Linked DNA regions of Hordeum vulgare: region 1 is linked to region 2. The links are chromatin contacts, called in public Hi-C maps. All regions are on one chromosome and are shown on one strand. Each heading gives the region's core, a stretch centred on a gene start, on an enhancer-like site or on the middle of the called end of the contact. The rest is flanking DNA. Distances are from core to core; before and after follow the strand shown. Region 1 holds the start of LOC123397258. Region 2 holds the start of LOC123400140 (LIM domain-containing protein WLIM1).

Region 1 (5,785 bases), core at 661-3,160, 410 kb before region 2:
ACGATAATTTAAGGTTCGATTAGTGGGCGTTTGAGATGCAGATTGCGCACAATGTTGATTTTTTATTGTTTGCATTCGAATCTTTGTATGGTACATGACCCTCTTAACATCTTGTACATCGTTTTTACTACCTCATAGAAGACACCTACGCACGTACGTAGTCAATTTGATTTATATAAATTTTATTGTTTAATATAAAAAATATATTATTAGAAAATAAAACACCTAAAGTTTTTAATGATATATTTTTGGAACCGTTTCCTACCCGCGCGACGGCCGAACCGACGCGCCGGTCGTCCCTCACGCGCGCGGGCCCTTACAAACATTTTTTCAATCTGCGCATTTCGCTGGTCAATGGATGCAACATTTTTCGTCCAAATTTATTACAACCAGTGTCATTTTTGCTGTAAGCATTTTTTTACTATTTTTTGTCCCAGTAAAAAAATTGCGTATATGTTTGGGTGCAACTTCAGTTCGTCAGATTTTTCGTTACAATCGATGTTTTTTACTTTTGCTACAACCGTGTTATTTTTTGCTACAACCGGCATCATGTTTTGCTGCAATCGTTCATTAAAAAAGTTGCATACACGTCACTTAAATATTTGCTATAACCGATTTTTGACTTTTGTTACCACGTATCATCAGCTTCGTTTTTTTGCTACGATCACGTAGATATTTTTTTGCTACAATTTTTTTTTGCAACAGTTGAAAAAATTGATACATCGCATCAAAATTTTGTTGCATAGGAGAAAAAATGTTGCATGCGGATCCAACGGTGCGGACGTGCGGGGGTTGGTGGATCCTGCGGCCCACGCGCGACCGGCCGAAAGTTTGGGCCTGCGCGCCGGAGCAGATCACTTCCATATATTTTTTATAATATATGTTTATCATTAAGTTGGTCAAATTAATGACCTAGCTAGGTACACGTAGCGGACTTATAAAGTGAGATGGAGGGAGTAGATTTTTTTGTAACTTTAAATTTTTGATTTGTCGTGGTTTTCACCGAACGCTGATTTTAATGTGATATTCTCCCATAGAAAAAATGATGTGCAAAACTCATCCATTCGACAAAAATTCATACAGTTCACCCACTGGCGACCTCTCCATGATACAGTGTACTACCGGCTTGTGGTCGGACTACTCTAACGCTGCCACGGCAGGAGCCGCCCCGCCGCCGGTCAGATGCATGCTCATGCGCGCCGCAGCCGCCGCACAACCAGGCCGCGCAGGTGCAGCAACAGATGGCCGGCGACGTCCCAAGCGCTACTACGCACGCCAGGACGAGCACAAGCGCCACTGCGAGCGCCCAGCTCGGCCAACGACGGCCGCCGCCGGCGGCTTCCCCGGTTGCTATTGGTCTCCCCAACTCAAGAAGAGGACCATCGGCACGCCCGGCTGCATCGACGCCGCCTCCCTGCCACCGCAGTGTCGCGCGCTGGTCGTCGCCCATGCCAGCCACACTGCGCTTCGTCGATGCTCCGCCGGTGCGCTCGTTGTTGCCGGATCCTCCGCGGCTAGTGCGGTGTCCGGTGACGAGGATCTGAAGGAGCCCTTCCTTGTCCCTCGCCTTGGCCGCCAGCCTGAGCTCCCGCAGCGCGGCGGAGAGTCTGGACCTCTTGCTCCTCTTCTTCTTCATGGCGTCGCTCCGGCACAGCGACGGCTTCGGGGAGCTGTCGACTCGCCGGAGAGCTCTACCGCCGCAGCTGCCACCGATCATTATAGAAGACCCGTGGAGCAGATGCATGGATCGCTGATGTCAGTGTACAACGCAACCACCGGCTCGCGCTAGCTAGCTTGCGTCCCGTGCAGCTCCGATCGATCGACGCGGCTGTTGAGTGTCGCCGATGCTAGCTGGACGATCGAGCTCGTCTCTGCTTGTCTGCAGCTACATGCATCTTGTGTTATTTATACCAGCAAGCAAAGTAGGGCTTAGATCTGGTGGGGGACAGGAGTGGCATGAGTCACAAGAGAACGCGTGAGAGAGCAGAGTACGGCGCATCGTGCATGGCCGTGCGCAGCTCAACGTTTCCGTGTGGCGCTGGCGCGAAGCTTCCGGGCGTAAACTGTGGTGTTAACAGGTGTGGACGGACATGATGCACGTGTCGGATCAGTTGTGACTCCCTGTGCCTCGGGAGTTGCAGCTATCGCTTGACCGCCAGCGTTATACAGCTACTACTACCGTGGTCCGGATTATCAGTCCCATCGTATATTTTTATTTAAAATTTCCTTATGAATCTGACTAGTAAACTGTTAATCAATGTCATTATAAATTATATTGTTCAATTCATATTTAAATATTGTTTTTAAAGATATTTTTTAAAGCTATAATTTAGAAGATTAGATAACCAGAGCAACCTTATAGTCAAAATATCCCTGTAATGCACGATAACCCTATACTCTAAACCCTATAGTCAAAATATCCGTGTAATGCACGCATACGTGCTTTTAGGGTGTGGCCTAGTAGTGCGGTGGCAACTGAAAGTCATAGTCTGCTTGCGAGTTCATTTAAGCTTGTGATAAACAATAAAAATTTAAACTTTCATTTAGAAAAACTCTTACCTTCATCGGTTGATCCGTGCAATCTATTCGCCACCCGTTCGTCCGTTGATTTCGCCTCGACCTGACAGATGAAATCATGCCCGTGTCCACTGACCTAGCTGCGACCGTTTCCTGAAACTCGAGCATTATTTCACGAAACGGTCCTGAAGCTGGGGTTCCTCACCTCCGTCCCCTTCTCCTCCGCCCGTTCTCGGCGAGTCCCCATTGCCACGTGCCATGGAGTTGCTTAGCCGCTCACGACCGGTGCCCCACGCCGCCGGATCCGTGCCGTCCCGCTCTCCTTTGCTCGCCCCTACGCCCCAGATGCCGGCCGGCCCTTCCCTACGCCCCCGATGTCGGACGCTCGCCCCGATGCCGGCCGGCCCTTCGCCCCCCGCTACCAGCCGCTCCCGCCGCAGCCCCTCCGTCCCCAATGCGGCCGACCCTTCCCTCCCCCCCACCCCCGCGCCGCCAGCCGCTAGCCCCCGACGCTGGTCGGCCCTTCGCACACCGCTGCCAACCGCTCCTGCCGCAGCCCCTCCGCCCCCGATGCCGGCCGGCCCTCCACTCCCCCCACCCTCCCCCCATCCCCCGCGCCACCAGCCGCTCGCCCCCGATGTCGGTCGGCCCTCCCCCACCCCCACACCGCCAACCGCTCGCCCCCGACGCTCGTTGGCCCTCCGCACCACAAACGGTTGCAAAAATTTCTGCAACATGACCATTTATTGCAAAAGTTTTCTGCAACATGACCTGTGTCGCAAAAATTTCTCCGGCAACAACACGTGTGTTGCAGAAAGACGAAGAAAAAAAATCTGCAACAAAGCGATTGTTTTTGGAACTCGACCGTTGTTTTAGGAACTAATGGGTCCAAAGTTTATTTTTTCACAACAAAGCGATTGTTTCTGCAACTCGACCGTCGTTTCAGGAATTACTGGGTGCCCGCACGCGCGGATCTGATGGTTGTGCGCGTAGATCGGACGGTCATCCAGGTGGCGGATGTTTAGTGGATGCATAGCAGCCCCCTTAGTTTTAGTATTTGTGTTATTATTTTTCAACTGATGGAAAATGCTTGCCATTTTCATTGTTTAAGAAAAAGAGAATGGTTCGGTTAATTAATAGAAAACCATGCTAAAACCGATACAATCCAACCCAAATGACATGGGTACTACCGGCCAACCTCGCCATCGACATGGAACAGAGAGCTGCAAAGAAAAACATCTGCTGAGGAGTCGCAAGTGTCATCGTCATCACCGTTTGCCCCCGAACAGGGGACTCCGACTTCATCGTAGAGCTCCATCACCGAAGCCAACCTGCAAACAGCTGCATCATGGTGACACATCACCCATTTGGTCATCATCTCGTGGCATATGTTGTCTCACTAAATGGTCCACAAAGACCAAATATCCCTAGGAAAACTACTTAGCCAGACCGTACATGATTTATGTTTCAAATATTGGTAGCTAGCAGGATCATATGGACCAGGTCCCGGATCATCCGGACAAAGCCCGGATCATCCGTACAAAGTCCCAGATAATCCGGCTAAATGCCAACCATATACGAGAACACTTATAGCCTAGCCGGATCATCCGGACGAGGTCCCGGATCATCTGGCTAAGTGCCAACCCAATACTATACAACTTCTAGTGTAACTGGATCATCCGTACGGTCGTTCGGTCCATCCGGGCATCACCCGGATCATCCGGGCATGCTCCCGGATCATCCGGGCACCTCACAACACCACTTTCACGGCATTTCTTTCGTGATCCCAGATCATCTGGATGCTGGTCCAGATCATCCGGGCAGGTTAACTTCTAGGCAAACGTCTCTATCTGTTGGAAGTATATAAAGCCCCTTACCTCTTCGGGATTCACTAGACCACTACACTCAAATACACCCAAAGAACACAAGTGCTCCCTCTTTCCTGCCCCCCCCATGAAATCGTAGATCCCGAGTCGATCTTTGTGAGTTTGAGATAGTTGTTCCAATCAAAAGAAATATCCACTACTTCCTCTTCTTGTGACCAAAGCAAATCCTGATTTGAGAAAGTATTGAGCTTTTCCCTTTGGATCTTGTTACTCTTGGAGGTTGGAGACTCCTAGGCGGTAGGAGTACTCCGGCAAGGAACCGTTCATTGTGATTACCCCGGAAAGTTTGTGAGGGTTTGGAGACCACCCCAAGGTCTACCACTAGTGGTTGAGAAACGCCTTCGTGGTGTTGTCTCAAGGAGAGAATATGGTGAGCCTTCGTGGCATTGGTGTGCCTTCGTGGTAACATCCACCTCTCTAAATAGTGATGTAGCTTCCCTCCAAGGAAGTGAACATCGGCATACATCCTCGTCTCTCGGAGCTGTGGTTATTCCTAACCCTAACTCCCTACTCGTGGTTACTTGTCCTTGTGGACCTAGTTGTATTATTTGTGATTGCCTATCTAATTAATTGTTGCTTTATTTAGTACAGATAGCACAACCATCGCCTTAGCAATTGATGGGCTAATTTTCATATCCCGCAATATTGTCTAAAATTGCTAAGTATCAATTAAAATTTGTAATTGTACGTATTCACTCCGCCCCTCTAGGTCCATCTCGATCCTTTTCAATTAGTATCAGAGCCTCGTGCTCTAATCGTGTGGCTCAACCGCCCTAGAGCGAGATGGATAAGGATGAGAACCCTCTGATTACACTTCCTCTTGAGAGGGGGTCTTCATCTACGGATGAAAGGAGATCCTTCACTTCCAAGGATCTGGAACTAACCCGTGCTAAGCAGAAAGAGGAGTATGATGCTTCCATTGAGGCCTTGGTCAAAATGAGGTTTGATGCATTAGGTGCAAAAACTCCACCACTAGAGAACCCAATGGGTGTGATAAAACAACCAAATGCATATCTCCCAAATTTGGGCCAACAACCTCAAGTTGAAAACAACACCGATGTTCCATGACTATATGCAAAACCTAGAGTGGAGAAACCTAAGTATACTGGTGGGGGAAACCCTCCTTTACTTGATGACACTGCCGATTTTTCATTGTGGAGAGTTGGTATGCAGGATCATCTTAGGTTTGCGAACGATGTGATGTTGGAGATCTTGGAGAAAGGTTACAACCCCGTGAACCCCAATGATCTCACACCGGGTGAAGTATATGACAAGCACCTCAATGACACCGCGGTCATTCTCATAAGAAAGTGCATGTCTAACAAGCATAAAAGGCCCTACATTCACCTATCAAGTGCAAAAGAACTTTGGGATAGCATTGT
Region 2 (5,425 bases), core at 1,107-3,606:
CTGCATACCATTGAAATAATTGCCTCCTGATATTGCCATAAAACCCAAACACTTTCCCCTCCTAGCAAATATTGAATGGCTAAGTAGGCTTGCTCAGCTAGTAATGTTAGCGTTGCTAGTTGCAGGTGAATTTGTCTCATGTAATAACATGAGCTTGATATCATTATGTTAAATCTGTTATTTAATTAATGCACCTATATACTTGGTAAATAACGAAAGGCCTAGCCTTTTTCCGGGTGTTTTGTTCCGTTATTGCCGCCTTAGTTTCCGGCTACCGGTGTTTGATTCCATAACTAATCGCTCCTAACACGTTCGGGGTTGTTATGGGGAACCCCTTGATAAATCGTGTAGTGTTAAGACTTGTCCGGCATGACCCAACATTGGTGTTAATTTTTTAATCACTTAATAATAATCTGCATAGGGAATAGCTACCCCGAGGAATTAATCAACAACCCGGGCCAGTGCTCCTCATGAGTGTTGGTCCAAACTAGAGCACTGTGCGGGGCCAACTCAGGGCAACTTGAGAGATTTCTATCAGGCCACTGTACGCGTCGCTCATCCGTCGTGTCCTGAGACTGAGATACGCGACTCTTATCGGGGTCGTCGACACGATGGGAGGTCCTGCTAGTCTTGTCTTACCTTAGCGATATATCTTGCGTATAGGAATCCCGATGAAGCTTTGGTTCTCCCCAGAGTTGAGCTTTTCCTCTAAGGAATCCGATGAGATTACGAGATTCGTGATAGAGGATTACTTTGCGGCCCGTGACCGTTTGTGATGGACTAGTTGGAGCACCCCTGCAGGGTTAATTCTTTCGGAAAGTCGTGCCCGCGGTTATGTGGCAACTTGGAATATTTGTTAACATCCGGTTATAGATAACTTGAACCTAATATAATAAAATTGCCAACTATGTGCGTAACCGTGACTGTCCCCTTCGAAGACCTCTCTTCGATCGGGAACACGGTGGGGTTATGATTGCCGTAAGTAGGTGTTCAGGATCACTTAGTGATCGGCTAATCATCGACCGCTAGAATAGACCACCTTCAATACTTGTTCTACGTAAGTTAGCCACCATAAATGCTTAGGATGCTGCAACCTATACACTGAACCTTCCTTACCTAATAACTTGACTAGTTTTGGCACCGAGGTCATAGATTGCTAAGTCCCCGTGGCTCACAGATTACTTCAACACACCAACAGGTACAGGTACGCCCGACACAGGTGATCTCGACGGCACGGAGCTGGCGTGGCAGTACAATGAGGAGAACGACCGCTTGTACGTGACCTATTCAGAAGACTGAGGCGTGGTCGTGATCGTGGGCAAGCATGCAGGGTAGCATAGCCTTTTCTCATGTTATGTAGTCCGTAGCGGAACTACCTTGTTTGAATAAATGCGGGATGTAAACTCTGAGATTATTTATGAGATGGCAGATGAATCCCTATTTGTCATTCTATTATTATGTATGTGCTATGTTATCGTGCTTGCGAGACGCTTAGATGCGCTTCTTTCCATTTTAGGGCCTCGTTCCCTAAATCGAAAAGGACCGCATCTTAGTCGTTACAGATTACTACTCTTAACAAGAGAGAGAAAGCAAACCAATCTATGGTTGGATGGTTAAAAAATGTTCAACTCATGAGGGTTTAAGTTCTGATGGTTGCATTATTTTTGAATTTATTTTAGATTTTCGGCGATATGTTTTCAATGGAAGAAGTTTTCGTCGACGACGAGGCCCTACGACGACTTCGTAAATTTTAAGATGATATGTCGGTTTAATCTTTCAAAGGTGTTTATATGGATAAAGTATGCGTGTGTGCGTTTATAGGGATAAGTATATGCGCATGTATATAAATGCTTGCGTCTGGACTATGTTAAAAAAAAGAGAGAGAGGGAGAGTGAGAGAACATGTCAAGAATAAAAAATATTGTGGCCTTTTAGCTCCCTCAAATCCCCAGGAATGATAATCAGCTGGCATTTACCTTCCACCACAACTGCATTCTCACTTCTCCTCACTGGAAGGAGTAATGCTACACCTACAAAGGCTTACGTAAAGATTTTACGTACAAACTGATGTGTAAGATTGTGATTGGTAATTAAGGGATGAGGGGCCCCATCCCCATTGAAAATCAGAGGAGGAGAGAAGAGTTAGTTTGAAAGGTTAAGTAAACCTTTGTAAGTTTTTGTAGGTATAGGCACTGGAAGTTGGAAGTGGACGACTCTCCTGTCGCAGCCAACGTCATCACCAGTCAGCACGTGGATTTTGCTTAGCCCCTCCGCAAATTCCCGCAACCACCTCCACCTTTTTTCGTTTCCTTGAGTCGCTACAATTCCCACTTGACTACTCTACTCCGCTCCTCGTTCTGGCGCTGCCACCCCCGACATTATTCCCTGTCTCGCCCAAGCTGTCCTGCCCTGCAATAGCCACCACCAACCGCGCCACGCCATTTACCACCATATAATCATCACTCACCCCAAGGCTAAGGCTTGTCGGGAGCGAGGTACTCACCATCACCATCAACCGTCTATCGGAGCAGCAGCTTGCAGATCGAGAGGGGGAGGCAATGGCGACCTCGTTCCAGGGGACGACGACCAAGTGCAACGCCTGCGACAAGACGGTGTACCTCGTCGACAAGCTCACCGCCGACAACCGGGTCTACCACAAGGCCTGCTTCAGGTGCCACCACTGCAAGGGCACCCTCAAGGTACTACTGCTGCTTCCCCTTCCCCCTCACTCCTCCTGCCTCATATCTTCGGTTTCAGATATCGGTTCTTGTTCAACCTGTGCAACAAACAAAATTTATGCTTCTGTCACGCAGCTCGCGAATTACAACTCGTTCGAAGGGGTGCTCTACTGCAGGCCTCACTTTGACCAGCTCTTCAAGAGGACTGGGAGCCTCGACAAGAGCTTCGAAGGTACGGACTACCACTAGCACATGTCGTCTCTGCATTCCTTTGCAATTCTTTCAGAAAGTAATGGGGAAATGTTGATTCAGGGACTCCAAAGGTTGTCAAGCCAGAAAGGAATGTTGGGAATGAGGTATCCACTAATCCCCTCTTAACATTTTTCTATTCTTTGCGGAGCGTAGTAGATCATTACTACTTATTTTGTTTCTCCAAAGATGATCCAAAACACACACACCCAAGATGGTCCAAAACATACATAGATTTTCTTTTCTTTTCCAACCATGCAAAAGAGCTCCATGTATTCATTAACAAGAAAGAGAGTGCAAAGCCGGATCCCAACAGATAGGGAACTTAGTTCAATAGAAATGTATGACGTTTTGCAAACTGATAAGGAGAATATTGACAAAATCGTGCAGCTAATCGGCATTATTGATCCTTTGTTCTTTGTGGGCTACATTTGGTGATGCTTATCATGGATGTTTTCTTGGCAGAATGCTATTAAAGTCTCGAGCGCATTTGCTGGCACCAGAGAGAAATGTTTTGGATGCAGCAAGACAGTCTATCCAATTGAGAGGGTACTATTATTTTCTTCTACTCTTATGTCTCAATTAAGTATCTGCATTATTATCTTCTGGACGTACTACTTTTTAGCTGGAGTTTCCTTTACTTAACAATATGTTGCTGGATTCATATTCATCTGCTGCATTTCCAAGTTGGGCATTCAATTAGTCATCATCTTTTTTTATGATAAGAAAAGGCGACGCGGACGTATTGTTCATACCTCTTTGGTTTCCATACATAACAGTGCTCTGATCATGACACCCGCACCAACTCTGCAGGTTACTGTCAATAACACCATGTACCACAAGAGCTGCTTCAAATGCTGCCATGGAGGGTGCACCATCAGCCCTTCGAATTACATCGCCCACGAGGGCAAGCTCTTCTGCAAGCACCACCACACCCAGCTGATCAAAGAGAAGGGAAATTTCAGCCAGCTCGAGAACGATCACGACAAGACGTCACAAAGTGCCGGGTCAGTGGATGATGAAGACTCGGAGTATTAGTCCTTGAGGATATCCAGAGATGAATAACGAGCCCTTCTGCATTTGCACCAGAGCAGTATATCTTTCTGCTGCGTGCTTCTTTTGAGTTTTTCCAATCGAGATCAAGTGCATTTCCAAAGACAATTATGTTATTGCCTTGTCGCATGTAAACCTTGTTATATCTGAGTTGAAATATCTCTACCTGGTTCGAAGACGTCTAATGCGCATACAAGCAAGAGAACTGTAAGTTGATTTATCATCTGGCTGGCTGCGTTTGGATTCAATGTATTGTAATACAGAGGTGTCAGATTTACACCCGTATTATACTGGTCAACACTGATTTCTAGTGGAAAATGAAACCGACGGGCGGAGGCCTGTAATTTTTACAGGTGTATTCTACCAAAATACGCTATTCCAAACAGGGCCTAAAGAATACTTCCTCTGTAGACAAATGTAGGACGTTTTAGGTCACTTGAGGGAGTAGGTAATAGGAGCAAAACATTTTTACGTCTAAAAGAAGAAAACTCTGAACAACTTTAAGCTTTCCACAGAAAAGAAATGAGCTGGTACCCCAAAAAAGAACTGGCACAAATCTGGAGGCCAATTAATTAATCAGTACTGAGAGGGACATTACAACAAGATGTACAAATGATATTATTATTTTATGCATCGATGATAGAACAAAGCTTTCTAGCAAGTTTGAAGCAAGCAATGATAGATAATAGTGTTGGGGATACAGTACTGAAGAAGTATTATATTATGCTTAATTAACTGACAAAGGAGGCATCCAAAGATACAAATATATTACAATGTAGGGTGTCGCATCATTAGTATGGAAACATCTTAAGATATCACCGGCAAACCATTTATAACACAGGATATTAAAAAATGCATTCACTCAGAAAGACTTAAATGCCCACAACAGGATTTGTGCTCTTTCTGTTTCATTGTTTCTGTTCGTTAGCCCAAGAGGATGGATAAAATTAGTTCAGATACATAAATCAAACAGGGCCTTTTCAAACTAGTTCAAATTTATTTGCCAGCTGAACTCAGAACGCCGCAAAATCATGAGACGACCAACCTGTCCCTGGAAAGAAAACTAGGATCACTTGCCAGCTGAAATTTAGGCCTCGATCGGTAATCCACCAGCTCCTCAAAATTCGAGAATCTACAAAGCACCCGTGCAGCCGCTTCACTAATTTTAACTACAGCTCCGTCCGCTCCGGAAGGAGAGCCACGGAGCCGAGGGACTCTGGACCGGGCCTTAGTGTATGAGAGGATCAGAAGTTGCTCTAAATTTCAAGGATCAATCATTGCAGTCACTTGCCAGCTGTTGGGATTACCAGGTAGGCAGCCAGCTTGAATATCCTGACACGGTCACTAGCTGTCCTTTGACCAACTCGCATGCCAATTTCCTCCCATCAACTATTTCACTTGCTTATTTGTAATTATGACAGCAGGACAACATAGAATTATTACGAG

The links. A called contact is a pair of places that touch in the nucleus more often than the background predicts.
Region 1: a contact with region 2 is called in a Hi-C map of leaf, with 4 times the contacts expected there. The contact joins the promoter of LOC123397258 here to the promoter of LOC123400140 in region 2. A contact is called at or near these places in 5 of 6 Hi-C or Micro-C datasets (leaf, seedling and an unstated tissue) and 1 of 1 datasets of contacts at active chromatin or transcription factors (embryo).

Annotation. Positions count from the first base shown.
Region 1 is chr5H:148,249,223-148,255,007 of MorexV3_pseudomolecules_assembly, reverse strand. It overlaps LOC123397258, which reads right to left and starts at 1,910. Exons shown (of 1, transcript XM_045091880.1): 1 at 1,041-1,910. The coding sequence starts at 1,744. The coding sequence ends at 1,085.
Region 2 is chr5H:147,836,356-147,841,780 of MorexV3_pseudomolecules_assembly, reverse strand. It overlaps LOC123400140 (LIM domain-containing protein WLIM1), which reads left to right and starts at 2,356. Exons shown (of 5, transcript XM_045094559.1): 1 at 2,356-2,698; 2 at 2,813-2,909; 3 at 2,990-3,033; 4 at 3,392-3,475; 5 at 3,740-4,199. The coding sequence starts at 2,558. The coding sequence ends at 3,964.